2 separate regions of the Mus musculus genome follow, and region 2 is linked to region 1. The links are chromatin contacts, called in public Hi-C maps. All regions are on one chromosome and are shown on one strand. The core of a region is the stretch at or near the end of the contact, and the rest is flanking DNA. Distances in the headings are between cores, read along the strand shown. Region 1 has its middle 7.0 kb from the start of Gm34741. Region 2 has its middle 19 kb from the start of Gm34805.

Region 1 (4,507 bases), core at 1,341-3,840:
CAGTAAAGAAGAGTTTAAGTTCCTCAAGGGCTTGTGCCTTTCATGGTTCAGGGAGACACACTGTGCAGCAGCAAAGGGCACCATGGCATGCTGGGAACAGCAGCCTTACTCTGTCTTTGGAAGAGTTCTGCACACAGAGACGGATAGCAATTAGAGATGGTCTAAGGAACCACAAATCAGGCCTTTTTTTGTTGTTCTGAAAATGATGTTTGAAACCCAAGTCCCACTCTGCACCCCAATGGTACCGGCTGTCAAGGCCCCTGAAGAAACATAAAACATACACAGAATTGGGGCTTTGTCCCTGAGTTGCAGGGCAGGTCTTTATTTGAACCCATTTGGACCTATAGAGGCAGGTTTTCCTTAAAATAAATGTTTCGGTGGGTTTCTTGATGGCCACACTGGTGGCTCACCCACAGATGTTTTGGCTTTATCAGGATATCCAAGAAAGATGGTGTAGAAATTTCACCTTGTATTCCAAGGTGACAGAAGCACGCTGTTACCCTTTAAGGGTTGGCTGTATTCCACCCACACCATGGCCACTCTCTCCAGCCATTTGCTTTGCTCCCTCTTTCTGAAGCAAAAGAGATAAAGGCTCTTTGGTGTTGTTTCCCCCTGATTGTTACATCATTATTGCTGAAGCTTTTGTAGATGTCCCATTCTCCAATAAACTGTCCTCTGCTGTCTCCATTGCTTGGTCCATCTGTTTCCTTCTAGGATTCTCACGGAGAAAAACCTATGGCCCAGCTGCCTTCCAGAACTTACTAGTACAACCGTATCTCCCACCTGCCTTGTAGAAAGTGAGTGTTTACTTCTCCAGACACCTGTACTGAAGGAGAATTGAGTTTACTGATGTCAGCATTGAGCCGTGGAAGAACAGCAGCAAGTGGGTGGGTAATTTATAAAAATGGCTAAGAAAAGGGAAACCATTCAAAATGGATAATGTAAGACCATCAGTGAGGCCTGATCATGCAGGACTGTAATCTGAGCTACTTAGGAGGTTGAGGCAGGAGGTTTGCAATTTTAAGACCGGTTTGGGAAACACAGTGAGTCCATAGCAAAGCCTGGGCTATTCAGAGAGAGCCTGGCTCAGAATCAAAGGAAAAAGATGGGTGGGTGGGTTGATAGCTCAATGGAAAGGTGCTTGCTTGCCTAAGGCCCCGAGTTCAATCTCCAGTACTACCCCAAACAAACACCAAATGAAACAAAAAAAAGTTTAGGGATACTGAGTCCCACAGAACATTATAAAGAAACTGAGAAAATGCTGTGCTTAGGAGCGAGACCAATTCTTTCATAAATTTTCTAAACAAATATTTAAAACCCTAAAGATCTATTGATAAAGATGCTCAATGTAGGATTCATCAAAATTAGCAGTGAGGGCATCATAGACAAAGATCAGGGATCGCTGGTCAGGAAAATCCTGCCAGACTAGAAACCAAGTGGGTAACACAGCTTTGTAGTTTCAACCCATCCACTTGCATGATCCACCACACTGCCCAGACCTGCATATGTCTTACGGGCCAGCTCTCCCCATGGTCACTGTGCAGATGACAATATTGAGAAAGTCCTCATGTGCATGAGCTTATATAGATTGATCGCTTCCTTAGAAGACTTCCATCACAGCTGAAATGGTTCATCGGAAGAACTGTGGGTAGCAGGTGAAAGTCCTTATGGCAGAAGGCCTGGTCTTTAATCCCAGCACTCAGAAGATATCGACAGAGGGTCTTTGTGAGTTCAAGGCTACCTTGCTCTACTTAGTGGGATCCAGGCCAACCAAGGTTACATAGTGAAACCCTGTCCCCAAAACAAAATAAGGACAAAGAGATTTTGCATGCTTAACAATCCCATGGTTTAAACATGAAAGTGTTTCTAGATGGTGTAGGGTCTATTCTTATTTTTTCTCTTGTTTTCAAATTGTATCGAGCTGATCATTAATAACTGCCACCCCCTAAGTAGACAAAATCAATAACAAGACAAACAGTATTCCCCACTGCCCTCCCCACACACATATGAACCAAACACAGACTACCAGTCACCTGAGCTCAATTCTCAGCCAAAAGCAGTACAAAGAAGTCATAAAACCCAAACCAAGTGCCTCTTCTCACGCACCATCCTTCCAGGGAAACAGCCCTTTGATTCATTGCGGAACTACACACATATACCAGCAGATCTAAGTTCCCCTCAAATAAGCCAATATTGATTTTATTATCAGGGAATTATAACATGCATGTAGTTAAGATGTGAGCAGCTTTATTGTCTGCCCTTTGAGGAACAGGCTGGGGTCACACTCATTGACCACCCTGACCCTACTCAGCAGGCCAGGGAGCTTAGACCACTACTGGGAGGTGGGTCTTGGAGTCCCTGGTCTGTGATGTCACATTGGGGATGGCCCCCAATACTGTATTTCTCACTCTTCTCCTGGCTTCATCCAGATACCTCTACCTGCTTCCCGACTCCTTGGCTCTTGGGCAAACCACATTTAGGTTTTTTTTTTTTTTTAACTCTCTCCCTACCTCCTTCTTGCCCCACCCCCAACTTCTTTAGAATTTAGGCCAATGATTGCACAAAAAAACAGGGAACCATGGGGCCCAACACTCATATTGAGCAATAACAAAGAAGATTCATAAAATTAACTGGAAGCCACGTCCCAGGGCAGTTTCCTACTTATGGGACTCATGTGATTTTGGGATAAATCACTAATTTCTGTGCATGCGTGTGTGTGTGTGTGTGTGTGTGTGTGTGTGTGTGTGAATGGAAGCCAGGATATCGTATATGCTAGGAAATCCTTCAGCCACTGAGCTGATGTTTTTTCTTTGGAGCATGAGCATAGCACAGGTTCAAGATCATAAAGACTGGGTTGGAACCCCCACAACCATTCAAAAGCCAAGTGAGCTTACAGCGATGTTGTTTCATTCATTTGTCTGCACAATGGGTCTAATCTTCCTTTCTTCTGTGAATAGTAGTAAGGTCATTGCACCAATGCACTTTAAAGACACCAGGATGTTAAGAACATGCCAAGGACAGTTCAAGCCCAGGGACTGTCAGTTGATCAGTGAGATTGAAAAGATCCATGCCTTTACTTAATTATTTTACAAACAGGAAACGTACATAGTCTTCATCAAGTGCCGCCAAGTCTCCTGAGTTCTACCCACATGGTGAAAGAGATGTAACTACCGTCTCCAGTTTATAGTGAGGAAACTACAGGGAGTAGAGGTAACTTGTCCCAGGTCATCCAAATAGCAAGGCCAAGATTCTGGACTCAGGAAATACAGTTCTAGAGTCCACACTCCTCACCATTACACAGCAACATTTCTCTGCTTGTGAGGTTTCACACTGCAAAGAAGAAAGTGTGAGAGCTAAGATAGATTAGGCGTGACTCTAAGATCTGCCTCTTTATTGTGTGGTCTTGGGGTGGTTCATGAATCTCTGAGCCCTGATGTCTTTATCTATAACATGGGAATAAAATAACACCCGTGTCATGCTGTTCCACAGAGATTCAATTGAGGCTTGCTGCTGTCTTCAGGGATGTGGTGAATTTCACGGGGGATGTGAGTTAAAATTTGTACGCCAGGTTCTACTGAAGCCAAGCCCCAGCCACTTTGTTTTTGGTTCATTTCAGACTTCCTCAACTCCAGTTGTCTTTTTTTTTTTTTTTTTTTTTGAGTGACAGCCAGTAATGACACATCTTCCCAAGTGGGGAGAGCTCTGCACACACCCTTTCTGACACTGGGGTACTTGCCTTATGGATAGGGGTCTGCAGGTTCCTCTTCACACACCTGGGTTGATTCGAAGCTTCGTTTCTCAGTCCCAAGGCGTTAGTTCTCAGCCTCGCCTTTCCGTTGGGCTCCAAACGGCCAATGTGATCCCATACTTTTCTGCCTGTTTCCCAAACCTTGCCAGCTAATTTTAGGGTTGAAGGACAGCTCTGATGAGCCTCCTGCCCACGTGGGGTTAAAGTTACCAGTGGCCTCTGCTTCTGGTCAGACCCGCTGGGAACAGCAGCAATCACTTCCCGAAGCTTGGTGTGGGCAGGAGCTGGGCCAGGGCAGTGGGCAGCAGCTGGGCAGAACATTTCCAAGACGATGGGAGGCTCGCCACAGCCCACGTTTTTCACAGAAAAGGCATTGCCTCTAATTCAGCGTGGCCTGATGTTATCCTGTTTTCCATATTGTTTTGGCTCCAGAAAGACCCGATGTTTACTACTGCAAGAAAAACCCCAACCATAGTCTCTGCCTTACTAGAGGCCCCTTTAGAGGATAAATGCTGACGGATGATTTGGACAATAAGGGAGGCATCCAGCTGCAGTTCTTTACCCTCTGCTAAAGACATCACAAGCCACATATTGATTTTTGGAAAGAAAAGAACTAGGAAGAAGCATGGGCCAATTAAGAATAAAACTAATAGTTTATTACCCTCTGATCTCTCAAGCAAGCAGCAGTAGGAGCACATGCTGCCTCCCTTACCCCCGTAGAGACATAATAACCAGGCAACTATGTACATAACCTCCTAT
Region 2 (4,507 bases), core at 630-3,129, 93 kb before region 1:
TTCCCTTCCTTCCCTTTCCTTCCTTTTTCCTTTCCTTTCCCTTCCCTTCCCCTTCCCTTCCCCTTCCCCTTCCTTCCTTCCTTCCTTCCTTCCTTCCTTCCTTCCTTCCTTCCTTCCTTCCTTCCTTCCTTCCTTTCTCCCTTCCTCCATCCCTTCTTTCTTCTTCCTTTTTCCTTTCCCTTCCCTTCCCTTCCCTTCCCTTCCCTTCCCTTCCCTTCCCTTCCCTTCTCCTTCCCCTTCCCCTTCCCCTTCCCCTTCCTTCCTTCCTTCCTTCCTTCCTTCCTTCCTTCCTTCCTTCCTTCCTTTCTCTCTCTCTCTCTTTTTATTTTTGATGTTGTTTGGTTTTTCATTATCTTATTTATTTGTTCACTTTACATACCAAATGCAGCCACTGCTTCTCTTCCCAGTCCCCCCTTCAAATGCAACTCCCCCACCCTTCCCTCCCATCTCTGCTGAGAAGGGGAAGGCCCCTCGCCGGGTATCAACCCCACCCCTGGCATATCAAGTCACTGCAGGACTAGGCACATCCTCTCCCAGTGATGCCAGTCAAGGCAGCCCAGGTAGGGGAACAGGATCCCCAGGCAGGTAAGAGTCAGGGACAGCTCCTGTTGCAGTTGTTGGAGGACTTGCAAGAAGAACAAGCTGCAATCTCTGCTACATATGTGAGTGGAGGGCTAGGTCCAACCTGTGTCTGCTCTTTGGTTGTTGGTTCAGTCTCTGAGAGCTCCCAAGGGTACAGGTTAGTTGACTCTGTTGATCTTCCTGTGGAGTCCCTGTTCCCTCTGGGTCGCTCAATCCTTCCCGCAACTCTTCCACAAGACTCCCCAAGTTCCGTCCAATGTTTGGCTGTGGGTCTTTGTATCTGTTTCAGTCAGCTGCTGGATGGAGCCTCTCAGAGGACAGTTACGCTAGGTTCCTGTCTGCAAGCATAATAGAGTATCATTAATAGTGCCAGGGATTGGTTCTTGCCCATGGGATAGGTCTCAAGTCATTGGCTGGCCTTTTTCTCAGTCTCTGTTGCAACTTTGTTTTTTCATGATTGTTTTTGACTATTCAGTGTTACTTGAGTTTCTATATGAATTTTAGAATTAACATTATTTTATTTATTATTATCATTATTATTATTATTATTATTTGTTGTTGTTGTTGTTGTGGTTGTTGCTGTGTATATGGTATGGGGGAGGAGGCTGCACATGCCGCAGTGAATGTGTGGAGGTCAGAGGAGCACTTTCAACGTTTTCTCCTTTCACTGTGGGATTCTGGGATTGAACTCAGGTCCCTAGGTTTTCAAGGAAAGCACTGCTATTTCACTGGTCCTAGGATTTGTGTATGTGTGTCTGTGTGTGTGTGAGTGTGTGTGTGTGTGTGCATATGGGTGTAAAAATGTCATTGGGATTTCCAGTGAGCACTGCTTGGTTCTTTAAGTGCATTTGGGAGCCTCTGCTATTTAATCCTATTTGGTCCTCTCGTTTATTTGTGTCTCCTTTAATTTGTTTCATCAGTGTATCATGGTCTCTAGTATTATACACGCTTCTTGTTTCTTTGGCTTATTCCTACACATTTTGTTCTTTTTAAGTGGAATCATTTTCATAATTACTTTTTAGATCATTCATTATTAGTGCATAGGAACGGGGGCTGCTTTTGCATGCTGATTTTTGTGTGTGTGTGTGCTGCCACTTGGCTGAATTTGTTTCTTAGGCAATTTAAATGTCTTACTTCTGTTATCTCATCTAATCTCCATAGCCGCCCAGTGCAGGAGGCACCATTGCTGTTCTCAGAGATGAGGAAAGTGAGGCTCCGAGGACTTGGGTAACGTGTCCAGGGCCACCCGGTTGGAAAGACTTCCAGTCTGGACTGGCTGTCAGCAGGCTTAGCCACAGCCATTCTGACTATGACACACATACATCATTTTCTGATAAGGAGTTTTGTAAGGCTCCTATGGGGTAAGCTTGAGAGATGCAGGGAAGAAGGGGAAGTGCTCAGTTCGGAATGGTTTGGTTTTTAAATATATATTTGAAGAAAAATGCCACTGAACATACAACATAAAGAGGCATCCAGTGTCCCCAGTAAAAGGGAAACATTGAAAAGACTTTCATGTAAAGTGTACTCTAGCAACATTTTAACTTTAGGGATTATTATTTGCTTTTTATGTGTAGTGCTGAGGTTTGAACCTTGGAGCCCATTCTTGCCAGGCAAGTGCTGTATCCCCGAGCTGCCCCCCACCCCCTGCCCTGGGATGTAAAGTGAACAAACAAACAAACAAACAAACAGTTCTTAGTTTACTATTCTAGTTTATTTTGACACAAGTTCTTGCTAAGCCACCAAGGCTGGCTTCGTCTGTTTTTATATTGTGGCTATCTAGGAGGGACCACAAGAGACTCCCTTTAAAGAGATTAACTTTGAGTGGAATTCGATGAGCTTCCTACAGACAGTTCCCTTGCCCTCCTAAATGGAAGAGCCTTCTGCAGGGTTCTGGAGGGGATCCAAGAACTTGGAAGCCTTCTTGGTAAGAGTAAGGAGCAGGCATTCTTGGAGATCCCAGGATGGACCCTAAAGAAGAGGACAGAATGATATGAAGAATATGAGAAAGGGGAGCCTTGTAGCAAAGTGCCCACAGGTCTTTACCGAGGAAACTTGGACCTGGAACTCAGTAATCAGGTGGGGACTGTATGATCTGTTAAGACCACACCCCTGAGTACTGTAGCCACAGCTTTCCATAGTGAATCTTCTGTAACTCCAGAGGACCCAGAAATAAATTTCCCTATTCACACACACTCCTAAATAGAGGACATCTCACTTAATTCAGGAAAACAGAGACAAAGTGGATAGCACAGACTATGAATCAAGTGCTGGGGATGGTAGGGCAGGGGGGAGGGGGGTTCTCACCGCGTTCTTACAGGTACAAGCATTGCCCCAGGCCACTGTGAGACAAGCCAGACAAGAAGAGGCCTCTAGACCTGAGCTATGTGTTCCTCCCCTACTGGGTGTTCCTGTGGTGTCTGCAGCATGCCTCTTTCTTGGCAGAGCCTCTCTTGATGGTCCTTGCAAGGTTGTCTTAGAGAGTAGGGGCCCAGGCTTCCTGGGTCATGCCTGGCCCCACACTTGTCCACTTGGTGCGTCCTTTAAGGAAGTCTCACAGATCCTTGGTTAGAAACCAAGAGTGAGGGAGTCTTCCTCTTTCGAGATAACCATCTCTTTTCGTCCGAAGACCCAGTCGACCGGGAAAGACGGTGACAGAAAGGGCCTTGACATGCCACGTTCATGTTCTGTTCTTGCTTTTTTTAAAAAAGAAAAAGACTGCTTTCCCATGGTGAGGGGAGAAGTCAGACTTTCCTGTTCCTCTTGGGCCAGGCATGAAGCAATTTTCAGTTCTGATGTTGACACCAGGTCAAAGACTCAGACTGTCTCCCTGGGCAAGGCTCCTTGGACTTCTGAGCTCTGACCTTTTGAACAAGTGCGTGACCAGTGGACCGCAGTAGCAAGAAGTATGCATGGTCTTAGTGGGTGGGGAACAGGTGAAGGATTGGAAGCAAGAGCTGAGACCCCGGAGTTATCTGCATGGGTTTGACCATAAGCTGCATTCTCCAAATGCTGGATAAGTTACTTGATAAAGACCCTTGAGTCTTTATATCCATCAGGAAAGTGGGGGATAAAGGATGGGAGAGGCCAAGAAAACCTATGTGGAGAGGTGAGTGTCAGGCACAGAGCATGGAAAGAACTCCATAGGTATTACTCCTTCTAGGGCTTATTAAAGGTTGTGGCTCAATTTTGTCTTTCTGTAGCAGGGAGTGCTAGGCAAGTTCTCTGCCACTGGGCTGCAGTCTCTTCTCTTTCCCCTTTTTATTCTCAGGCAAGGTCTTCATAAGTGACTCGGGCTAGCCTCAGCTCACTGTGTAGTATAAGTGGGCTTGCCAAGTCTTTGCTCAGCCTCCTGCATAGCTGTGATTGACACCTGCACCACTGGGCTTAGCTTGAATCTTGCCTTGAAGCAGCCACCCGCATACTCAGTGCGCATGAGGCAGGATGCTGCAGCTGGGGAGGAGGGCTGCAGGTTCGAGTCTTAGCTCCACCAGGGAGCAGACGACAGAATGAGCTCTGAAGAGTTTAAAAGTTCTTCTTGGATCTTGGTTTCCTGTCTCATCCTTTCCTTGCAAAATGTGGAACAGGAACAAATTATGGGAGGAATGATTTATTAGGGGCTTGTGTTTTCCAATGGGGCCATCAGGGCAGAGGAGCGCGTTATTAACTAATGTCCTTGCTGCAACACAATGATAAAAGCAGCTTGAGGAGGGAAGGGTTTGTTCTGCTGATAGTTCCAGGGTGTCCTTCATCGTGGAGGAAAAGTCGTGGTATAGGAGATTGACGTCCCTAGCCCAATAACATCTGCAGTCATGGAGCAGGGAGGGACCCTGCCTCCTAGAGTGGCAGGGCTCGTATGTAAGGCGGGTCTTTTCTCTTTCCTTTTCCTAATCTAGAAAACCTCTCAGACACATCTGGAATGTTCCAT

The links. A called contact is a pair of places that touch in the nucleus more often than the background predicts.
Region 2: a Hi-C map of peritoneal macrophages shows a contact between it and region 1, with 2.6 times the contacts expected there. The contact joins two enhancer-like sites. A contact is called at or near these places in 3 of 484 Hi-C or Micro-C datasets (bone marrow-derived macrophages, liver and peritoneal macrophages) and 1 of 115 datasets of contacts at active chromatin or transcription factors (neural progenitor cells).

Annotation. Positions count from the first base shown.
Region 1 is chr2:160,174,369-160,178,875 of GRCm38.p6, reverse strand. No RefSeq gene overlaps it. Among named protein-coding and RNA genes, the nearest start is that of Gm34741, 7.0 kb to the right of the region's middle. Within about 2 kb of position 2,590, at least 4 of the 459 cell types and tissues checked have an H3K27ac peak or open chromatin away from gene starts, as enhancers often do. A contact at or near this core is called in bone marrow-derived macrophages and peritoneal macrophages, where this site is marked.
Region 2 is chr2:160,266,878-160,271,384 of GRCm38.p6, reverse strand. It overlaps Gm46773. Among named protein-coding and RNA genes, the nearest start is that of Gm34805, 19 kb to the right of the region's middle. Within about 2 kb of position 1,879, at least 18 of the 459 cell types and tissues checked have an H3K27ac peak or open chromatin away from gene starts, as enhancers often do. A contact at or near this core is called in bone marrow-derived macrophages and peritoneal macrophages, where this site is marked.